2 separate regions of the Zea mays genome follow, and region 2 is linked to region 1. Evidence: chromatin contacts called from public Hi-C data. All regions are on one chromosome and are shown on one strand. Each heading gives the region's core, a stretch centred on a gene start, on an enhancer-like site or on the middle of the called end of the contact. The rest is flanking DNA. Distances are from core to core; before and after follow the strand shown. Region 1 holds the start of LOC100275651. Region 2 holds the start of LOC100279021.

The links. A called contact is a pair of places that touch in the nucleus more often than the background predicts.
Region 2: a Hi-C map of endosperm shows a contact between it and region 1, with 8 times the contacts expected there. The contact joins the promoter of LOC100279021 here to the promoter of LOC100275651 in region 1. A contact is called at or near these places in 3 of 25 Hi-C or Micro-C datasets (bundle sheath, endosperm and leaf).

What each region holds. Positions count from the first base shown.
Region 1 is chr2:193,038,386-193,041,916 of Zm-B73-REFERENCE-NAM-5.0, reverse strand. LOC100275651 reads left to right here and starts at 1,374. Exons shown (of 1, transcript NM_001367826.1): 1 at 1,374-2,154. The coding sequence starts at 1,443. The coding sequence ends at 1,883.
Region 2 is chr2:193,350,354-193,354,315 of Zm-B73-REFERENCE-NAM-5.0, reverse strand. It overlaps LOC100279021, which reads right to left and starts at 1,666. Exons shown (of 3, transcript XM_035965424.1): 1 at 1-1,666. The coding sequence starts at 600. It overlaps mbd117 (methyl binding domain 117), which reads left to right and starts at 909. Exons shown (of 4, transcript NM_001130128.1): 1 at 909-1,672; 2 at 2,555-2,684; 3 at 2,757-3,962. The coding sequence starts at 909.

The DNA.
Region 1 (3,531 bases), core at 125-2,624:
CATGTCTTGCAAGTAACACGAGCAACTTCATCCGTCTGCAGCTTTGCTGGTAATGGGTAACAATCTGGCCCCATATATTTTCCGGTTCTATTTGAGTAGGTTAGATTTTACTGGATTTACCCTGTGGATCAAGTTCAGCGTCACCAAGCAGTGAAACTCAAACTCTGGTTTTTGGAAGGGTTTGGTTAGATCATTAGGTGGGAGGTCACTAGAGTTCTCTTGCATCGATCAAGTTGACCATCGTGCACGTAGGATTATATATAGCTTTTATTGGAAGAATCTGGTTACATAGGCTGGAAATCGCTGGATTTATCATATGGATCAAAGTCACAAGAATACACAACTGCTAATAGGCCGTCGTATGTAAACGCGTTTTTCATAACAACTTAAGGCTATCTCTAGCAGATCCTCTGTCTCATCCTCTATTTTAAATTTTACTCTCTAAACAGTGTGAATAGTGTCATGTACAGTTTTGTGTCTCCTATTCTACTCTATTTACCGGAAACAGTCTAACAGTAACAGTATCAATAAGGAACCGTGGACTTGTAAGCCAAATATAGCCGGTCAATCTCTGTAAGAGAGAGGTGATAGAGAGGCAGAGATGTATTTAATATGATGTTGTGATTTATGCCTCATTTTTATCCCTAGGTGTAGGTTGCCACCGTTTCGGAGGTGGTTCAGCAGTATTGTGAGCCGTTTAGAGATGGCCCGAATATAAAAAATCTGAGCGCGGAACATGGGGGCCTCATTGATTAGTTTCAACAAGCTAATCATCCCGTTTCAAAGGCACTATTCTGGGCAACGAACCTTAGCTGGAGATGAGATGTACAAGTGGCCGCGCCAACGACATTATCAACGGCTACTCAAGCCGCATTGAAGTTTTATTTCCCCCCTTCAAATTCATAAAAAAATAGCGGCACAATTTCCTTATTCTGAATGGCAGTATTGTATAGACAGAAACAATATATGTGGGTGCCAAATGAGACCGTATATGGAGCTGATAATATTTGATGGGGCCTATTTTTTTAAAAGAGAGAGAGAGAGAACATTATAAATGGGTGGACCGTTGCCGCATTTCCCAAAATCCAAAAATACGTACGCACGACAAGACATACAGTGAGCGCCAGCTCACAACCGACCATGTCCATTGGGCGAAAATGGAGATGTAGCCAAACCCCATCTTCAGATTTTTTTATCATACTCGAAACAGGCTCTGGGCAAAATGTGACATCGCCGTCACGGACCGATCCAACGGCGGCTGATCTTCGAGGAAAGTAGCAGCTAAACCCCTGGCAGGACTAGTAATTACGCGTCGTAACCTCGGCTTCGACCTCTTTATAAGACGCGGCCCTCTACTGTCCCGGCACCGGGCACACACCATCACAGTACACACACACACACGCACACGCTCATCAAGCTTCTCTCTCGCCTACTCGGCTGCAATGGCGCGCTTCCAGCTCGCGGCCCTGGCCATGGCAATGCTCTTCGCCGCCGCGGCGGCGCAGGCCCCGGCCGCCACCCCGACGCCGGCTCCCAAGGCGTCTCCTCCCCCGCCGGCGACGCCGCCTCCGACGCCCGCGACCCCGCCGCCCGCCCCGGCGCCGGTGTCGCCGCCCGCCCAGCCTCCGGCCACGCCTCCCCCGGCCCCGGCGCCCGCTCCCAAGGCCCCCGCCCCCGCGCCCGAGGCCCTTGCCCCGGCGCCCAAGGCCGAGGCCCCGACCCCCGAGATGAGCTCCCCGCCGATGCCCACGGAGGGCCCCGCCCCGACGCCCTCCGCCGAGGTGCCCCCTGCCCCCAGCGCCGCCGCCGCCGTCTCCCCCGCCGCCGCCAAGTGGTTCGCCGCCGCTGCCGCCGTGGCCGCCGCCGCCGCCGCCTTCTACTGAGAGAAGGGAGATCTGCACTGCCCCGTGCTGTAATTTATTTGTTATCCGTGTTGAGCCGTTGATTCCTTCTTTTTTTTTCTTTTCACCATTTTTTTTCTTCCATCCGAATATCCATATTCCATTCGGCATTCGATTCAGTAGGACTGGCGGCATCTGTTCGTTCGTGTTGCTACAGTGTAGGACCGTGGCTCGGACAGATTGGTTGGGCTGGCTCGGTGGTGTTGTGCTCCGTTCATCCATTTGTATAATACCCTGTTGATTCTCTTTCGCAGCTACTGCTTACTACATTTTAGCTCGGTGATCGTATCAGATCGGATCAGATCTTGGAGAGTGCTCGTACTACTGAGTAGTAGACTGAGAGTAGTGCAGTGTTACTGTGGTGTAGAGCTCACCGTTGTTGCGCGATCTTGAGCTTGGGCTGCACACATACACACACACGAACGAACGTCGATGCAGAGAGACCAGGCCAGGCCAGGATCCATGGGCATGATGAGCTCGTGCTTGTAGATCGAGCTAGGGGTATGTGGCTTGTTCGCTGCGGCTTTAATCCAACTGCGGCTGCGGCTTCTACAGTATTTTGTCTCTAGGGATTGCAGCCGCAACAGTATTTTGCAGCTGCAACAGTGCTCTCTCTGTGGCAGCCGAACAAGCTGATGGATCTGGGCCACAGACGCAACAGCTGTCTGTGCGCCCTGGATCTGGTCGCGTCCCGCAAGCTGCCAGAGCCCATTATTATTATACGCACACCTCCCGCCCTCCCTATCCGGCGCGGTAGAGTAGAGTAAGAGTAGAGTAGGGCTGGACCAGCTGGCGGCAAATAGAAAACGGGGGTGGGCTCCGGCTGGGGCGGTGGGGGAACGGTGGCCGCTGATGCCGATGGTGAGGTGTCGAGGGCGCAGTGGGCGGTGGGGCAGGGGAGCACGTGCCTGTGTCCGCGTCCGTGCCCACCTCATGCGATGCGCCCGCCTACACGCGCGGTCCGCTGCACCTGCCGGCTGCTGCCGGCCCGCGGTGGCCTTGCCTTGTTGCCGGTGCCGGACGCCGGGTGCTGTCGTTTTTGCCTGCTGCGCCCTGCGTGGTCTGCTTCCGTGCGCGGCGGCTGCAAAGGAGAAAGGACACGTCCTGACGTCCGCTGGGAGCGAGCGGTGGAACGACTAGCGAGTAGTATTGACCTTTGAGGGAAAGTACTAGGCGGTTTCGTGTGAATTTTAACGTGCTCGCAGTTCGTTTTTTTTTTGACTTTTTTTTTAAAAAAAAACATGTAGCTGCTGCCTGCTGCTACGTGTTTGTTTCTGGTGGAAAAAGGCAGGACCCCACCCATCCGACTCCGTCGTCCTCCGTTCCGCCACCTTTGATAAACCACGGCATTATGCGCTAGTTGAGACTTTGGAGCTGTAAAGAAGATAGTAGTAGTAGTAGCCACACCCACACACCGGCCTCCTCTACTCTTTGGCTCTTCTTTTATTTGTGGTTGTGGGGGGCAAACCAAAAGAGTGGCTTTGAGAGCTTGCCTTTTTATTTTCTGCATCTATTGTTCTACCCCGGCCGTGGCTGCTGTATGTATATGTCGTTCTGACGTGTGGACCATGTGCTCAAGGATGGGGTTACGCGTGTAGCGGTGTAGGTACGCGAGGATTTTAGCTCCGTA
Region 2 (3,962 bases), core at 417-2,916, 310 kb before region 1:
GTCGGGGAGGCCGAGCACAGCGCGGCAGTGGTGGAGCTTCGCGAGCGGCACGCGACGGTGGGCTGTGAGCATGAGGAGCTTCCTGACTGCGAGCACCCGCGAAGGGAGGAGGTCGTCGTGGATGCGGCGCTCTTCCTCGAGGAGCGAGCACATGAACGGCGTGAGCGCGAGGTGCGGAACGGAGTCCACGACTGGGAGGTGGAACAGCAGCGGGTGGCGCGTAGCGGAGCGCGACACTTTGCGGCCGCGGGGGAAGCCGAGCTCGCGGTACAGCTTTCCAGCCTCGGCAAGGGGGATCCGGTGCGGAGGCGGGAGGGAAGCCAGGAACGAGCGCGCCCGGTGGAGGAAGCGGAAGGCCGTATCGCGGTCGAGCACGGCGTCGAGGGCCGGAACGCGACGCGCGGCCTCCGGCTCGATAGGCGCGACCCGTGGGCTGTTGAGCTTCCTCAGGAGCTTCTTTCTCCGCTTGCAGGGGAGCAGTGGCAGGAGCGAGGCCGACGCTTCCGCGGCCGCTGCAGAAGACGCAGAGGTGGGCGCCGGCACGGGAGCTGGGGCAGGAAGGAGGAGCGTTCTCGTGGCACAGAAGAGGCGGCGCGCCATTGCTGGCGGTGGCGGCGGCGGCGGCGCGGTGAGTGATGACCACGTGAGACTAGTTGGGTTCAGTATTCACAGTCCAGGGTTTGATCAAATCAACACGCAAATTGGAAGGCACCGTAACCGTTCGATTACGGGGCCCGCCGCGCCACTCGACATCTCAACCCACACTGGCCCACTCCTGTCTTGAACATCTCCCGTCCCCATCGTCCTCGTCGCATCCAGCACTCTGCACTCATGCGTTTCCTCCCCTCCTAAGCCAAACCCCGAATCCTCCGTCGCCCAGCAGCCGCCGGTGACGGCGACGCTGGGCAATGGGGACTGAGGTAGCAGCCGTAGTGGATCTCCGGGCGCTGACACAGTCGGATCTCGTGGCCCTAGCTGCCGCATCGCCCTACGCCGTCGACTCCCGCCGGGGCCGGCGCCGGCGCCGCGATAGCGAGTTCCTCTCTCCCCCGAAGATCGACCGCGCCGTTTTCAACGAGAGCGCAGGTTCCCGCAAACAAACCTTCTCCCGTCGCCGCGTCGCCACCAACATATCCCACAAACTAACGCCCACCACCACCGGGGCCTCCTCCTTATCTACGCCAGCTGCCCCCACCGAGGAGGACCCCGACAACCGCCTCATTGTGTTCTACCTCCAACGCCTCTTCGCGCGTGACGACCCCTCGTACCCTGCTCCGCCTACGATTCCACCCCGACCGCAAACCCTAGCCGCGCCCGCGATAACAGCACCTGCACCGCCCGCGCCGTCTCTGCCGCCGCCGTCTGCTGCGGCGGCAGACCCCGATAGGGTAGTGCTGAATCCAAAGGGTTTGGTGGTTGACCTGGTGAGACTCGCCGATCTTGTGGATCCGTATGGGGAAGAGCTACGTCAGCGTACGGCAGGATTGGGGTCAGAGTCCGAGCTGCTGGGATTCATGAACGCGCTGGAAGGGCAATGGGGAAGCCGGAGGCGTCGGAGGAAGTTTGTGAATGCTGGCATGTTCGGTGACCACCTGCCCTGTGGGTGGAAACTGCTGCTTGGGCTCAAGCGAAAGGAGCGTGTCGCATGGATTAATTGCCGCCGTTATGTGAGGTCTGTTCCTGTACCCAGGCATACTTGTTTATTGTAGTATAGGCTTCAGTTGGTACGGTTTCAGTCTTTCAGAGTATGTATAATGATTCAGATTCTGTTTCAAACTGTCACGAAGTGATTATATGCATGTTTTTTCACAAGTTCCATAGTAGCCTCACAGTGCTTCTGTCATAGAAAGATTGTCTACTTACTCTTTAGCACTGAGTTGTCTTTCCCCAATAGGTCAGTAACCTAACTGAAACATGAAATTGAGATTAGGAGGATAGGACTTCTATATGAAATATGCTGCTCAGATCCGTGCCCTCAAGCGCTTAAACATATATACAATAGGCTTACAACATCGAGCTGCATATATCTGAACAACTATCATCTTCATCTGAGTTTGAGAAAATTAGGCTAATACCCAAACAAGCAAAATTAGTGAAATACCATCGCATCAAGATTCAAGACTGATGTTAGTGCCATCACAAATGCATGCAGTTATAAAAACATATCTTTTTCTGTGAAAATGTCTTTTTGTTTCCTTTTAACGATATGAATCACGTAATTTTGTAGTTGTTTGATGAAAAGCATAGCTGTTTGGCGTGTTGTAATCAGTGGTTGTTGTAGGGTTTCTTAACCCCTTGTTTCTCCTTAATATAAATGATACACAGCTCTCATGCGTATTCGAGAGAGAAAAAGCATAGCTGTGCCAAGTTTTTGCTAGGAGCCTAGAACAGTATGCCACTATAACATCTGCCTTTACAGTGGTTAATTTCCACAACACCTGGATATATGTACTTTTTGATTTGTTTCTTATTTCATTAGTAGCCTATAGCATTTGTCAAATTATTTTTCTACAGCTGTTATTCACCTGTGCTGAATTGCTTATATCATACTCAGCCCCAAAGGACATCAGTTTGCTACTTGCAAAGAAGTATCTTCCTACCTCTTGTCCCTTCTTGGATATCAGGAGGCAAAGCCAACTGCCTCTCAGATTAACAATGCAGGAGTGCATGACCTACATGTTAATGTAAGTTTTGATTATGCATTTTATTTGTGTGCTTGGGTTTTCATAGTTTAATTTAAAAGTACTTTTGATCAGTCTGTAGGTCTTCACCAGCAAACCATCTCAATTGAGGAAAAGCAAATTGCAGTGCCAGTTAATTCAGTTGCATTGTTTAATTCCTCTGGTGATTCTCATCAACAAAAACTTCAGAAGGATGAAGCTCCAATAGAAGTGAATGCAAAGGAGTGCCGGAAATGCAATTTGACGTTTCATGACCAGAGCGCCTATATGCAACATCAGTTGTCCTTTCACCAAAGGAAAGCTAAAAGGCGCAGGGTTAGTAAATCTGGAGAATTGGGTACCAACATAGATGGAAACTACGAGAAGACTCAGCAGAAGACCTCTGGAGAGGTATCTGGCAATTTTGGCCACAGCGCTGCAAATGTAAGGTATGAAGGTCTGAGTCCAGCAGAACTGTTAGATGGTCGACCATCCTTGATGGCAGTGCCATGTGGATCTCAGGAGATCACTATCTTGCCTCAACAGGGAAAAGAACCTTGTGTGTTGCCTCAACAGGGAAAAGAACCGTCTGTGTTGCCTCAACCGGGAAAAGAACCGTCTGTGTTGCCTCAACAGGGAAAAGAACCTTCTATGTTGCCTCAACAGGGGAAAGAACCTTCTGTGTTGCCTCAACAGGGAAAAGAACCTTCTGTGTTGCCTCAACAGGGAAAAGAACCTTCTGAGTTGCCTCAGCAGGGAAAAGAATCTTCAGGAGATATCTCTGTGAATCAGAAGGACCCTCTTAAGGAGATGAATGGCTTTCCTGAACAGGAAAAAGGACTTGTTGCTGGAGAACTTGTCTCTGCACATCATAAGGACCCTCTAATGGATATTACAGATGCATTTGAAATGATAAAAAAACATCCTGCCAGAGAGCCTTCCTCTGGGCATCATCTGGATACTGTCGACAATTCTGATGATCATAAAACCCACGATGAAGCATGTGACAATGTTGTAACTTCTCTTTCTATTGATGCTGAAAGGAAATTGGGTGTTTGCAACTCCATGAATGTTCATGAGAATATCAGCTTAAAAGATCCAGAACTTTCCAATGCAGATTATTCCCAAAAGTTCAATAGGTCTGATGAAACTTGTGATGTACATAAAGAGGTTTCTTCAACTGTGAATGATCCTGATGAAAGAAAATGCACAGATGATTCAACGAGGTGTACTAATATGTCCTGTGATCTACTGCATGGCAAAATTGTCAGTTCTCCTGAAGAACATGATTTTAGTAACCAG